Linked DNA regions of Canis lupus: region 2 is linked to region 1. A link is a contact called in public Hi-C data. All regions are on one chromosome and are shown on one strand. Each heading gives the region's core, a stretch centred on a gene start, on an enhancer-like site or on the middle of the called end of the contact. The rest is flanking DNA. Distances are from core to core; before and after follow the strand shown.

Region 1 (7,941 bases), core at 3,893-6,392:
CAATTAAGGCTTATTGGTCCTAAATCTGTAAGAAAAATAAAAATTCCACCTTGGTTTTAATCAGTGACAGGTAAGTTCATGAGTCTGTAAAAATCATAATACAGAAAAGGACGCTTGACATTTTGACTGTAGATTACTTTGTTAAAGCATATTAATTAAACAAGATTATTAACCTATTCTCCTTTCAATCTGTAGCAAGGTATAACAGTTTACAAAAGTTACAAGGTAATTGCTCCAAGCTATATTAGCTAGCTTTACTAAAGTTTTCTTTCTCTTATATTCATGATTCAGAAAGTCATAGTAAGAATGCATTCCACAGATACAATTTAATTACAAAGACTATATATAAATCGATGTGAAAAATCTATAAGTACAGGAACATGTAGACTCAGAAATAAAATAGAATAAAAAGACTCTTTGTTAAAAAAAAAAAAATGACAAAGTCTCTACTCTGATGTATCCACCCTTAAAGTACTGATTTTCATCGTGTGGTCTGTGGACTATGGCAGGGGCTGGGCAGGGGGAAGGTCCCCAAGAGAATTTCAGGAGACCATAAAGTAAAAGCTATTTTCATAATACTAAAGCACCGTTTCTCTTTTTCATAATGTTGACATTTGCACCTCTGGTGGATAAAACTGATGACATCTTGGCATGAGTCAAGGCAGTGGCAATAAACTGTGCTAATAATTGTATACACATCATGCACTTGTCAAAAACAAAACTAAAAAGCGAGTCTAAATTAAAAAACCATAAATGAAGCAGGAAAAATTAGTTTTATAAAGCCCAACCCTTGAACACATCTTCTTAATATTCTCTGTGACAAAATGTAAAGTATGCATAAAGCATTTTTGTATACTAAGTACAACAGTTGTCTAAAAAAGCACTCATGAGGAGTTAGGAGCTGAATTAGCACTTTTTTCATGGAAAGCCATTTTTAGTAGAAGGAATAACAAATCATTTTGAGTTGGGTAATTTGGTAGGCACTTTCTTGAAAATGAAGTGAGCCTGTCACTGCAGAAAAAAAGTTTGTTGCCAATGATAAAATGAGGACTCTTTTTTATTTAAAAACATTTAAAAGTAGGCTCCATACCCAGTGCAGCATCCAATGTGGGGCTCGAACTCATGACTCAGATGAAGGCCTAAGCTGAGATCAAGAGTAGGATGCTTAACCATCTGAGCCACCCTTTGGGCACCCCAAAATGGGATCTTTTAAATGGTAATTAGAATTTCGTTAAACTTTGGAGATGCCTGGGTGGCTCAGCTGTTGAGTGTGTGACTTTGGCTTAGGACATGATCCCGGAGTTCCCGGATCAAGTCCCGCATCACATCAGGTTCCCTGAAGGGAGCCTGCTTTTCCCTCTGCCTATGTCTCTGCCTCTCTCACTCTCTCATGAAGAAATAAATAAAATCTTAAAAAAAAAAAAAAAAAAAAAGAATTTTGTTAAACTTTATTTGCCTCTGTAAACTTGACATCTTCCTAATCTTAAGACTTTTCTGATGAGGTCAGTGAATTAATGAATTTAATTTTTACAGTTTAAGACAATGTGTCAATATATGGAATATCTGTGTAATTCAGAACACTGACATTTTCCAAATGATCAGTGCCTGATGTTACAACACAGATAAAAGATTTATTCAAAGTGCAAGAAAGACTAATAGAATTAAATGTAACAAAGAGGATGAAAGTTCATAATATGGTATCCAATTCCATACTGCAACTCTTAAAACTACTACTTGTCAAGTTTTGGTGTATTATCAAAGAAAGATACCCACAATTAACTGAAGACTACTGAAATACTCCTTTTTTCAGTTACATTGTTGTGTGAAGCTGGCTTTTTTTTATATACTTCTACCAAAACAATATACTGGAACAGATTAAATGCAGAAACAGAGGCACCTGGGTGGCTCAGTGATTGAGTATCTGTCTTTGGCTCAAGGCATGATCCTGGCATCCTCAAAGGGAGCCTGTTTCTCCCTCTGCCTGTGTCTCTGCCTTTTACTGTGTCTCTCATGAATAAATAAAAATAAAATCTTAAAAAAAAATAAATGCAGAAACAGGTATGAGAATCTAGCTATCTTCTACTAAGCCAGATATTAAAGAGAACTGCAAAATTGTGAAACAGTGCCACTCTTCTTTTTGCGGGGGAAAAGGGGGGGGGGAGACAGTATTTTTCATAAAAATGTTTGTGTTAAAAAAATGTTTGTGTTAATATGCAATGGATTTGTTATTTTTAAGTGAATAAACATTTTTAAAAACAAATGCTCCTTGAAGTCCTCAATCATTTTCAAGAGTGTAAGGAGTACGGAGACTAAAAAGTCAAACAACTTCTGATATAAAGTGACAGTACCAGGATCCCTGAGTGGCTCAGCGGTTTGGCGCCTGCCTTTGGCCCAGGGTGCGATCCTGGAGACCCAGGATCGAATCCCACGTCGGGCTCCCGGTGCATGGAGCCTCCTTCTCCCTCTGCCTGTGTCTCTGCCTCTCTCTCTCTCTCTCTCTCTCTCTCGAATAAATAAATAAAATATTAAAAAAAAAAAGATTTAAAGTGACAGTACCAACGCTTAAGGTTTGCTAAAAGTTCTGTGCTTTAAAAACAGTTCTTCCTACTGCTCATCAAGAGGTGAGTCTCCTCATTATCCCTAAGGTTCTATACTTATCATTTGGATAATGGTAAATGATCATTTTCTTAACTGACTTACGACCGCATTGACAGAACAGTTCATAGTGAAAACAAAAACGTGAAATGTTGGCTTCTTTTCAGCAAGCATGCACAGTTACGTATTTTTCTGAAGACATTTTCTCAGTGTAAATGATCGATGTATATAAAATTTGTCAATACCTGCTTGATTGCACCGCGTCTTAAAAATTTCAAAAAATGTTGGCCTCTCTTTGCATCCAACAGGCATTTTTATCTACAATATTACTCCAGTGCTTGGTAAATAACTCTGCAAAAGACACCAAAATAACACTTCACAGGGATGCAGTCCTGGTTAACCGACTGAGGTAAAATCAGAAGCTGATAAACACACTGCTTATGTACCTCGGTCCTATGTTTTGGGACAATAATCCAACTCACTGCGACCATGGGAGCATTCTATATATACGCTGTCCAGTACGGTGGCACTAGCCGCATCAAGCATTCGAAACGCGGCAGGTGTGGCTCACGGACAGCACTGTAAATGTTATTTAAATAGTGTGGCTGGGGGGTGCACAGGTCAGCAACAGGTTCCTATTAGAGGTACCTTCTGACAACGTCACATCAGTAAATCTTCGTAACGCAGCAACTGCCTGGGGGTTAAGCAAGGCAGACAGTGTGCCAGGAGCTGTGAAACATTTTCTAAAATTAACTGTCCGTTAAAGTAATTCATCGTATTTCCGATTAAGGAAATTTCAGGCTGGGACATCTGGGGCAGCTCAGGGCGAACCCGGGCGGCTGGCGGGGCGCGAAGTGGGGAAGCGGAGTCCAGGGAAGGGGCGGGGCTCGCGTTTGCCTCGCTGAGGAGCCGAACCGTGGGCCCTTTTCTCCCGGTGGGTGAGAGGCTGCAGAGGCCGTGGGGGCAGGAGGCCCCGGCCCTCGCCCCGTGAAGAAGAGGCGCCGCCCCCGCCGCCTCACGCCGCGGAAGACAGGCCCGTCCGTCTCCACCCAGCCAACACTAACCGCCTTCCGAGGTGCCGCTCTTTTTGGCCGGAGACGGCTAACAAATTCGCGCCGGCACTTCGGCCAGAAAGCTGACCCGCAGGCTCCTTTCCTCGGCGACCCGCGGCTGGGACGACTTCCAGAGCGCCAAGCCCCAGCAGCTCCGCCTCCGCCTCCGCCGACCTTCTTTCAGATCCTCGCGCCAAAAACCCGCTCCGCCGACGCGACACGCAGTGACGCATGACGCGACACGCAGCGTGCGCGCCTCCCGGAAGTCGGGTTCTGGGCAGGGGGCAGGGGGCGGGGAGCGGGCGGCGGGCGGCGGGCGCGTCCGTGTGGCGAAAGCCGAGTCCTCGTTCGGCTGCTGGGCGGTCGGCCTGGAACCGTGTGAAGAGGGAGTCGGGGTGCTCGCTCTCCTCTCCCTGAGCCCTTCGCAGCTCGACGCGGCGCTGCTGGGGGTCACCGCGCCCCGTGTATACTCCCCGCCTCCTCCCCATTCTCTCTACTCCACCTCGCGTTTGGGTGGCCGCGGGCGGCCTGACCCGGGGTCTTTGACAGACCTTTACTCTGCCCGTAGAGCGGGCGTCCGCCCGCCAGTGTCAACGTGGTTGTGGCCGACTGCCCCGGTGGCTGGATCGGGATGCGACCTGGACCAGCGGGCGTCAGTTAGTCCGTGGGCTGCTCCTGGGTGGCCGGTTTCCGAGCCCTCGAAGCCGGCTTGCCCCCTTGAAAACCTGTGGAACCACTTTAACCCGCTCCTGCAGTGTTAGGCGCTGCACCTTCCGCGGGCTCCCGCAGCGTCCTTTACATTCTCGGGGGGCCAGTCACCTGGCTCTGCCTGTCTTCTCTCCAAGTCGCCCTGGGAGAAGGGTCTGTGGCATTAGCACGAAGCTTAATTCAGGTTTGTTGTATAACCTAGAAAACTTTCAGCTGGTGTGGACTGAGCTACCCCTAGGCCTTGGTGCTTCCGGGAAGCTCTGGAGCAGTAAACAGCGAAACAGCCTTGGATTAGAAAAAGGGTGGCCTCTAGCTGGCTACATAGGCGGCGCTTTAGTTGGATCGTAGTCTTTAGCTGCAGCAGGGAGCCTTCCCGACACAGACACTGAAGCCTGTGGTGGTTCCCGCTTACTGAACATTCATGATTTATTCTGTTTTGTGCTATGTAGTAGTATCACATTAAATCTTATTTAAAAAATCCTGTAAATTGGTTAGTATTGTCAGATGGGGAAACCAAATCATCTGGTTAAGTAACTTGCCTAGTGACAAGGCTCAGGTTTCCATTCAATTCCCTTTGATTTCAGATACATAGCCCGTGTTTCAGTTTCCATTTACCCTGTAAATTAAAACAACTTGCTTTTTTCACCTTTTTGGAAATGGGTCCTCACTAGGAGTGAGTTAATGAGAACTGTTGGCATGCAGTAAGACCCTCTGAAATACATTTTCTCGCACTATATACACCCCTACACCCCCCCCCCCCCCCCCCCCCCCCCGCCCATAACACTATTCTCCTTGCTTCTGTGGCTCTAGGGTCTTTGTATTCATTAGCTCTGCCGTAATATACTCTTCTACTTTGCTGCTTCAATAACTTACTACTTGTATTTGATTTACTATATGCTTTAAAACAAGATCTCTAAAATAGTTATTATAGGATACACGGGTGACTTGCTGATGAAAGCATGTGTGTGAATAAGAAGTCAGAAATAAAAAACAGCTTTGAAAAAGATTCAGGAAGAGTGTATTGGAGAGGTAGGGAAGAGCAATTAGGAATCAGGTGGAAATTAGACCTCTAGATAGGTAGATCTCCTGTCCTCCTTTAATTAGGGTAATAGGCAGCAGCTCCCATTGGAATCTGAAATAAAGGGAGAAGCTTGGAATGAACCTGTACTAACTTGATCAGGAAAAAGAAGGGGTGGATGAAGGTGGAAGGCAAAACTAGGAGACAGAAACCGCCCAGGAATATTGTGCTGCGCCTGGGCACCAGGTGAGCAGATGGAGCGTCTTGTCCGTGTTCCCTATGGCTTGTACCAGGGCTATGGGAATACAGTGCCTTTGGGTCATCCTGGACTCTCTGAACACGAACAGCCTGACTGGAGGCGAAATACTGGTCCCCCCAATTTCCTGGCCAGGCCTGGGTTGCTGGTGCCTGCCAATGCCTCTCACTACTGCATGGACCCTTACAAGAGGGCACAGCTTAAGGCCATTCTCTCTCAGATGAACCCCAGTCTGAGCTTGCAGCTTTATAGGGCCAACACCAGGGAAGTGGGTGTGCAAGTGAGCCCACGGGTAGACAAGTCTGTGCAGTGCTCGCTGGGGCCTCGCACCCTGTGCAGCCGCTCCCCTTGGGGCAGTGCAGGCCACAAGGCACCCCTGACAGCCTGGGGAGTCTATTCACCAGTCATGGGCCACAGGAGCTTGATTCAGCTGCAGAGGGAAGGGGAAGACCAAGAGAGGAAGGCTCTTTTGCATCCCACTGAGGCCAGTGAGCAGCAGCAGCAGCAGCCACCACCAATGCCAAGGTCAGAAGAAGACAAGCAGGAGGAGCCTCACCAGCACAATGAGTTGGAGGAGGAAGACGCCTCAAGTCCTCGGAAAGAGAAGAGTAAGCAGGCACAGGGAGTTGGTGGAGCAGATCTGCTCAGGAAACCCACTTTCCAGGTGAACTTTCTCCTACCTGTCCTCAGGTCTCAGCTAGCCTCATCCCACCTTTCTCTTTTCCATTTCTGGGCCAACAGAGCAAAATCGTCTTTCACTTTCTCCTTTTACTTGATGGAGAGGTAGTTCTGGAAATGTGTTTTACGTGGCCTATAGGTTTTGTAACTTTTTGGTCAAATAGGGGGACAACTTTAAACATGTGAAAACAGAAAGTCTCATGGCCATTACTATTGGAAATGAGATAGGTGGGGTTTCAACTCAAGTATGTGATCAGATTTTTGTTCGGGGAGATTGTGCTGGTGGCAGTTGAAAGAACATGAGAAAAGTACGAGAGACAAGGATTATTCTGGGATTCTTGTTTCCGAGAAATGAGCTGCTAAATTATCATGGTTGCCTTGATAATAACTATGAATGGGGTTAAGGGATACTTTTTGTTTCTTTATATGAAGCCAGGAGGAAAGACAATCTGGCTTCACCCCCCCCCCCATGATTGTAAAAGACTTTACCCCTTTATTTGCAGTTTTTGGAAGCAAAATATGGCTATTTTCATTGTAAAGATTGTAAGACCAGATGGGAGAGTGCTTATGTGTGGTGCATTTCTGGAACTAATAAGGTAAGTAAAAGTGAGCCGGATGTGGGAGGAGAGTGGGGCAGACACAGATGTTAAATAGAAGGAGAATATTTCCTGATGGAGCATGACTATAACGGTATCTCATTGATCTTGGCATCCTTAGTGCCAGGCACTTAATAGGTACTTAATGTTTGAACTGAATTGGACTGTCCACATGAACTCCTGAAGGCTCTTAAATCTGGTGTTATATTTGGTTTGGTAATTCTGTTGAACAAAATCTCAGGTGATTTAGGTGAACTCTCGTTCTTGTGTATAGTGGAACTGTATAATTTTTTAGTTGGTATATTTTGAATATACCTGTTTGGGCATTAGCTTCTGGAAATTTCCATAGTCTGTCCACAAGGTGGAGCAATAAAAGAATTTTGTAAATTTATTGTAAAGGTTAGCCTTGGAGAGACTTCTTTAGGCTAAGCAGTTTTCCCCTCTTAATTTGAATTAGTTGTCAACATATTAAGATTGGCAAAGACTTCACGATTGACATTTCCAGATTTCCCTGATTAGACTCTGGTCCCTATAGATTCATTTCAATGTGAAAACAGTAGGCTGGGACTTAGCTTCTAGCTCCTTTCACTGGGCATGCACGCTTGATTTTGCAATAGTCTACATCTGGTCTATTTCATTAACTTCAACAAGCAGTTGAGTTTGAGTCCCCTTTGCTTTCTCGTTTCTGGCTAATGGTCTATAGAAGGAGAGGGCAAGGAGGCGTGCTAAGACCTGAGTGAGAACTTGACTTTTCATACTAGCCATTTACTAGGCTCTGGAGGCAAATAACTTTTAAAACTATGCTAAAATTACTTTCCTCTCTTGCCAGAAGAAAAACAGTGGGTTTAATTAAAATACTACAAGATGGTAGGATGCAAAGAACAAAATCTAGAACTTATTCTTAAGAAATTTATTCTCATAAGAATGACACATATGAAATTTTGGTGATAGACATAGTGGCACCAGTACCATAGAAGTGGTGCAAAAATAACACAGGATGAGGATGATTACCCTGTCGGAGGGAAGGCATCATGATTT
Region 2 (7,941 bases), core at 4,019-6,518, 300 kb after region 1:
AAATCACTTTCTCAACTCATTTTTTTTTCATCTGTAAAGTGTGGATAATAACATAAACTTGCAGGGTTATTGGAAAGAGTGAAGATAATAAACACAATGATCATATGGCCTCCTTCACCTGTGGCAGTCCCAGTATAATTATTAACTTTCACTCTCCAAAGTGTCCAGTTTGCACAAATAATGATGTGGTTGCCCTACATATAAATTACCAAGCATAACATTTGACAGGGAGTGGGCCCCCAGTCAATGTGACAGTTTGTTATTCTAAAGTTGTTCAAGCATTTTAACAATGACAAAAAAACAATACACAAAACAAGCAAAAATCCCGCTTGTTATGTATCTTCATCACAAACCCAGGAACAGGCTCCTTCTATTTGGAGTAGATGTTGATTTGGGGTTTTATTTCTCATTAGGACTTTAAGCTACTGTAGCAGCAGTGACCACGACCTGAGCAAGCGCACACACAGTCAGACACGTGAGTGACAGGAATGTGAGTAACTCTCCCCAGAGTGCCTGCTTGGCCCTGGGTGCTTCCTATTGTTTCAGAGCTCAAAGGGAAGCATGCTTGCACTCCAGCAGTACTGCTCTGCTGGTTCAGGTAACTTGGTTAACTTCAGTTTTCCGCTTCTTCAAATCAGTTCCGCAAAGAACTTAAAACTAACACCTTGAGGTTTCTTTTTTTTTTTTTTCCTGTTTTTTCCTTTTTTTTTTTTTTTTTAGGTTTCTCTTAAGCTTTTCCTGTAGGGTCTTTGAGCTACACTGACCACATTAACAGGGATCAATAAGTGCTGCCTTGTACTCAGTCAATAGTGTTTCCCATCCCCATGTGCATTTGATCTTTCTCTGCTCCAGGGCTAACCTGACACTAACCAGCATTTCTACGTTGGACAGAAATATTGTCCTTCGTCACCATAACTTAGCCCACTATGATATATCTGAAAAATGCCACATCCAATTCTCCCAACTGATGTTTCTTGATAGCAACATTAGACATTTCACAGTGCACAGCAGCCCTTCCAGGACAGGCAAAGGGCTTACTCAGTTTCCCAGACCAGTTTATTTGTCAATGGAATTCTTGTTACCTGAAAGAGTTAACAAGCATTCAAAAGTTCCCCTCTCTGGAGTAGCAAGAATTGACAAATGTAAGAAAGACAAACTGCACTGGAAAGATCAAGATGTTGAATATGTTTGGAATATACCTGTGTTCATAGGGCCCTGTGTTCGTTTGGACACCAGGGCCAAGGAATGCCAGTGAGAGGTTTCAGATGGTTGGGAGAGCCCCTACACTAGCTCTATACATCAATAAAAAGCACGCCTTTCTTTCCTCTGAAGTAGCTTGGAACTATCTGCTCCAAACTTTGTAGCAAATCTGAAAGGCCAAGAGGACTTCCTGCCACTGAGGACATTGCCAGGACATCTCCTGTGCTGCCCAAGGTATTTACTTAGGGAAGGTAGGAATATTCTAATAATAGCTGAAGTAGAAAAGGAAATAATGGTAACAAATCTAGAAAAGAAATGGCTCAAAGTAAGCAACTATTTCTGGCATATTCACACAGTTCCCCTTCTCTAGGGGTGTAGCAAGTGTTGACTACTCATAGAATAATCCACAAATAATGTCAATACTAGGAAGAAAAGGGGCCTGACCCTGATTTTAAGTGGGTTGAGAAGTGAGGGGAGTCTTGGAATACATTCATATTATTTTAACATTTATTGAATGTTTATGATGTGCTAGATATTATTCTAAGTGCTTTAATCCTTAAATACCCCATTTACTTCTGTGAAGCATCTGTTATTTTTGCTTCCATTTTACTGAGGAGAAAAATGAAGCAGAGAGAAGTTAACTAATTGTCAAAGGCCAATGCAAGTGCAGGAGATAGAGACCTGAACCAAGCCTATCTGGTCCTGCAACTTGTGTATTCTAACAGAGGGCATGCCAGATCAGGGGGCTGGCGTGTGTATAGGCACAGGGTAGGGCACAAGTTGGTAAAATGCACAAGAGGGATGAGCCGATTAAATCTGGCTGGAAAAATTAAATAAATAAATAAATAAATAAATAAATAAATAAATAAATAAATCTGGCTGGAGCAGAAGAACAGAGAGAGAGGCCCAATGAGGAGTCCCAAGAGGGTCTTGAATGGTAGTCACAGACTCAGGGGCAAGAGGGAGAAGTGGTCTGGACTTCGAAATGCTGGCAGAAGCCTCTTCAGAAGCCCCCTCCGCATCAGGGGGACCTTGACGCTCCAGGGAGACCACCAGAGCATTCCAGGTTAATCTGAGAAAGGCCTGTGGAAGCTATGGCTGTGGCCCCCAAAGGGAGCAGCTGTGAGAATCACTAAATGGCTGTGGGAAAGTCTAGATATGACTGGGGAAGGAGCACAGGACTTAAGGGGAGGGGGGTCCCAGGGACTAAGGAAAGCCTCCCCCAGCTAGGTCTACAAAGGACATTTTATTTCCAGACATCAAGGCCATTTTAATTCCCAACTCCATTAAAATGAAAGGGCAGCCTGACAGAGTGGGCATGTCAATGAAGAAGACTGTCAAAAGGAACACTGAATAAAAAGCTAACACATCTCACCAGGCAATGACTGATTTAATTGACTTGTTAATTCTTCAGAGGAGACAGATATACACGAAATTACATTTCCTCCACAATGTGCCCTTTAAAAAAAATGAATGGAAATCTTAACGGGCATGCTCTTGGAATCCTCTCTCCTCTTACTACCACCTTGTTAAGCAGTCAGCCATAGTTACACAGTTTGTTTTATTGCTTTTTAATTGTCGTACTTTTATAAATAAGCACCACTATATAATTAGGAGCCTAGTTCTCTACTCAGGTATGTGGGCAGGCATCCTGGCCTCTCAAACCTATGATGCTGGCCGATGGGCTGCTGGCTCCATGATGCAGCCTCTCAGCCAGGTTACACTGAGTAGGTCAAAGCCCCGAGGCTACTGTTTTCTACACACAGACAAACTCCTTTCTCTCTTTGCTACTGACAATATGTAAAACCGAGAGCTAAGCTAGGTTATAAACAAGTTAGTGTTGCAATAAGCTTAAAGAACATGAAGCATAAAGTATATTTCCTCTTCCTCTTTCCAGAAAGGACTGAAAAGCATTCTGACTTCCAAAGGAACGCTAAATAGAATCACCAAGTTCACTCTCCTGTAATGAAGAAATGAAGAGAGAGGGCAGGTATGGTGTCTTATTCCCCTTTGTAGCCTCACAGCCTGACATAGTAGATGTTGAAGAAATATCTGCTGAATGAATTGAAAGAAATCAAAATTGTGTCCCGGATACTCTCAAAGTAGATATGAACAGTCATTTTGAACCATTTCCTGATGTGAGAGAGTGAGCGTGCCTCTGTGTGTGTGTGTGTGTGTGTGTAGGGGTGGGGGTGAGTTAGGAAAGGTGGAGAGAATGCACACTTTGTCTAGAGTAATTTGAAAATTGACAAGGGGAGAAAGATTTTAAAAGAAATCCCACTGGCCTCAGTACTGTCACACATAATTTTCTCTCTAATGAGACAATGACAAAAATTGATAGGAAATCATCTGGCCTTGGTGTACTAAAAATGAGGATTCAAAACCATATACTATTGTCAAACTCACAGTAAGTCCTTCCAGTTATTGGAAAACTGCTCCATTAAGAACTCTGGGTGTCAGATCCCTTTCATTTATCAAAGAATGGATAAACAAAGGAAGATTCATCCTTGAGTGTGAAGTATTATACAAATAATGGATCCAAGATAAATGAATTACGACTACAACAAATAAAGGAATGCTACTTGGGTGACAGTATGACTCCCAAATGGCTTCCCACTTGTAGAAAAACAGCTTCAGACAAGCCTCATCATGTATACAGTGGTGCAAAATTACCTGGGGAAAAAATGGTTTCTTTGGATATCATTTAGAGATACATATCCCTGAATACCTTAAGGCTGAAGGTACTCTGGCTCTTTTCTTAAAGCAATTATGGCACAGGTTCTCCTGCCCAGGTTCTGTTTACATAAGAACAATCTTGGCCACAGGTCATCTGGGTAGGGGATAATTAATTGTCAGCTCTTTGAGCACAGGTCGGTTAATTAGCATGCATGTAATACAGCATCAGAATTTTTCTTGGAAGGTTTTTTAAAATTTCAAACAATTAAGGATCTGTAATACCTGCGGGTCTTTATCCAGAGCAAGCACAAAGGCTGATGGAGAAATAGAGGAGACTTTGTTTTTGAACTATTCAGAAAACACGGACATCACTGATCACCTGAAGGCCTCATTTTAATTTGATTCCAGATCCATGATGCCTTAGAGGCTGTCCTTTTGAAATATGTTATTGCTAAAATCTTTAAGTAGGTCAGTAATGGAACTTCAGAAGCCATAACATTCTGATATCCTAATAAATGATCCGGGTCAGAACCTTGTTTATATTTCAGCAAAGCTTGTTGTTAGTTTGGACTATAACACATCAGGATTTTCACAAATCCAAATATTAAATAGCATTCTGAACATCATCCACATGGACAAGGGAGAGACTTAAAAAAAAAAAAATCCTGCAAATGCCTCTATATACAAAAGAGATGACTCCAGGTTTTGGACTATAAAGTACTTTTTTTCTGCAGACAATGCCCTAATAAAACAATTATGAACTACTCTGAAACCCTGCCACACCCCTTCGATTAAACCACACTTCACAAAATACTTAGATAAACCCTTATCAAATAAACATTAAGGCAGAAAGTGCAGCCTAGAATGCCCCATCCTGAGCCCTGCCAGAGTCTGAAGGGCCATCTCACTTGAAAATTTAATCAAACAAAATCTACTGTGATTCCACTGCAGCCTTTGCACTTAAGGAAAGCTAGGTCAGTCTCTGACATTTTGATTTTCATAGCAGACCAAACCAAAAAAACTTCCCTGCTCACCAGCTTATGCCTCCAGTTGAGATTTTATTTCTCGAACCTTACGCAACACCCAGCAAACAAACAAAAAAGGTTATTTTCTATTACTCACTATTACTCCAGGATTTCAGTAAATATTTGATACTGATCTCAAAGAAGCCGGAATCCTGCTGGCTGGCCATGTCGGCGGTATACAAAGAGGCTCCCGGGACTGTACTGGGAGCCGCTGGCGGAGCAGGTACCGGGCGTGGAGATGTGCCTGTCACAGGTTAGTGATGTAAGCGGGGGTCAGCCGCGGAAAGGAAGGCTCTGCAGATCTACCTCCGGCTCGGGCAGGGAGTCCTCATTTAAAGGACACCAAGGAGCAGGAGAGAGATGCTCGGCCGCTCCTCCTCCTCCTCCACCACCACCACCACCACCACCACCTCCTCCTCCTCCTCCTCCTCCTCCTCGGGGTCCAGGACTTGCTTCTTATTTGCTGGGTGCTGATCTGCCTGCAGCCCTCAGAGGCGGCGGCGGCCGCTGCTTTCATTTCTGGGCTGCCATAACCAGAGCCGCCTGCCGCCGGCCGCCCACATGCTCTGCTCCAGCCAGGTACGCTACCAAGGAAGTCCCCACCTGAACTGTGATCCGTTTTCCCTCGGGAGGGCGGGTTTCCTGGCTGGCCTCCCTGACACGGTGCAGACAGCTCAGCCCACACAGCTCTCCGCTGGGCTGAGGGATGGGCTGGGAGCGCCGCCCCCGGTCCCTGCCCCTGCCCACGGTCTCAACCTGAGCCACCACTCAGCCCCGGACTCAGCCGGAGGAGGAGGAGGAATTTCCCAGCTTCTGTGGCTCCTCTCTCTCCAGAAATGCTTCCAGGGAGCAGCCCGCTCGTGAGCACTGCCTGCTACTTCCCCTTGTGTCTGTCCCTGAAATATACACAACTGCATGGCGCTGCAGCAAGCAAAGCTGCACCCCTGGATCTGGCTTGCAGTGACGTTTTTTAAAAGCCCCATCTGTCAGCCTTGTTGCAGTACGAAAGCTAGGCTTTTTCTTTCCCTTGCACTTTGTGCTTCTCCCTCCTAGAAAGGCTTGTCGTTTTGAGGCACCCCACCAGTAATGTGTGTGTCTGAAGGGGATGGATGCTCAGTCCGCTTGTTTACCGAATGTCAGGCTCCACGACAGATCTGTTTCTCAAACCTATCATTTCTAAGAATCGTACAGGCCAGTGAAGCTTATTTATTTGTATTAGAAGGATAAGAAGCAAAGGCATTAGATCCCTTGCTGTACAATGGCTTTTTTAGTTCATGAAATCTTGCTATCAGGTGTCCTGATTTCGGTTAGCTTCATTTTGTGTTATCGTATAGCTTGGCCCGGGGATTAAATAAATGCATTTTAATTCTGACAGGCTGCCTTTGAGTAGATGGGATTTGGCCAGCCGCCTCATGCACCACAGAATAGTTCTCCCTTTCCAGTACATTTCTGATTGATATTTTCCAAGGCAATGAATAAAGCCATATTAATAATTATTGAACATAAAAAATGTTGGGCAACTCTGTTCCAGTCAACACACAAATAGGACTTTTTAGACTAACAGTGCTTTTAAGACATGGGAAGAGTACACTATAACTTTAAGGTGAAGAATTTTTAAAATTGAGCACTGAAGAGAACTAGTACCATGTCCTGAAATGCCCCAAGGCACCATCAATATAAGCTTTTCAAGCTCCTACACTTACACAAAAGCCAAGCCCTCAGCCACTAAGGTTTCCAGCTCTACTCATAGTAGTGCTTCATTCCAGTGAAGTCTCTTATCAGATGGACTTCCTTTTCATTTTCACACGTTTTAGTTGATAAGCTAATTATGTTTTGTCACCTGTACTTTGAATGTATGGATTCCAAGTAAAACAGCACCTGAAGGTTTTCCCTCAAAACAATAATCACATCCAAAAACAAAAACTAACATCCATACCCAACTTTCTGAGGCCTCCCCATGGTAATGAATGAATGGGGAGGTTGCATCGTGCCCTGGAGTTAATGAGCACAAAGTCTCTCTAGACAGGCCCCAGATTCCTACCTGGCTCCAGACCTTACTAGCTAGGAGACCTGGGGCAAGCTATTAATGTCACTAAGTCTCAGTTCCCTCACCTGGAAAAGGGGGATAATGATGGTGCCGACTTCAGTTGTTGGAAAGATTAGATGACATTATGAATAAAGTGCTCGGCATAGTTTGGCTTGCATATAGGAAACAATTAAGCTTTAGCTATATTGATATTTCTGATGAACCCTTAGTGACATCCAGAATCAAACTTTGGAAGTTATACACATGGTTGTACCACTGGTATGACCTGGAAGGTCATATCCATATCATTTTTGGACACCAATAGAAACAATTTGGGGCTAGCAAGTTGGAGACATTTCAAACAGCTGCAATAAGCAAGCATGCTATTATATATCATTACTCAAGCATACAAGGATTATCTTGGTCCACCTTATAAAAGAGATCTTAACTGGCTTTTCAAAGTTTTCAATCCTACTATAAACACATTAATTGTCTGAGAATGCCACTCACATATACTTCAAGAGGAAACGATTATAAAATTTTAAATGCTATTGAGAAAAGAATGTTTTTAATGGCATCTCATTTTCCCTGTGAAGAGGGAATCAGTAACTAAGAGCCCAGTTTCTGACCGTTAGAATCAGAAATCTTGATCATGTGTGCTTTTTTTTTCCTCCTCATTTGAGTACCTTTAAAGAGAGCATATAATGTAAAAGAACAGAAAAGGCCTTTTGTTTTGTTGAAAGGCCTACAAATCAAATAGAATGACACCTGCTGCAAGCTGGGATAAAACATTTATCTTTTTGTCTCCTCTCTGGCGGGGGTGGGGACACTTATAAAAAAAAGTGTAGTCAGAACAGGCACCTGAACAGAGGGACCTAAAATACAAAATAAAATTTGAATTTGTTTCTGGCTTGTTATGAGACTTCAGATGTCATTTAAGAGGAATGAGGAGTCTTTCCTTAATAATCTTAGGCAACTATATAATGAATCTTTAAGCAAGGGATTAGGCATAGT

Evidence for each region. Hi-C and Micro-C count contacts between places; a contact is called where the count stands out from the background.
Region 2: a contact with region 1 is called in a Hi-C map of skin fibroblasts, with 2.1 times the contacts expected there. The contact joins the promoter of FRY here to the promoter of ZAR1L in region 1. A contact is called at or near these places in 4 of 9 Hi-C or Micro-C datasets (amygdala, blood, liver and 1 more).

What each region holds. Positions count from the first base shown.
Region 1 is chr25:7,846,157-7,854,097 of UU_Cfam_GSD_1.0, forward strand. ZAR1L (ZAR1-like protein) reads left to right here and starts at 5,143. Exons shown (of 4, transcript XM_038573332.1): 1 at 5,143-6,293; 2 at 6,811-6,903. The coding sequence starts at 5,628. It overlaps BRCA2 (BRCA2 DNA repair associated), which reads right to left and starts at 3,828. Exons shown (of 27, transcript NM_001006653.4): 1 at 3,660-3,828; 2 at 2,841-2,946; 3 at 1-25. The coding sequence starts at 2,907.
Region 2 is chr25:8,141,744-8,149,684 of UU_Cfam_GSD_1.0, forward strand. It overlaps FRY (protein furry homolog), which reads right to left and starts at 5,269. Exons shown (of 61, transcript XM_038573337.1): 1 at 4,999-5,269. The coding sequence starts at 5,068.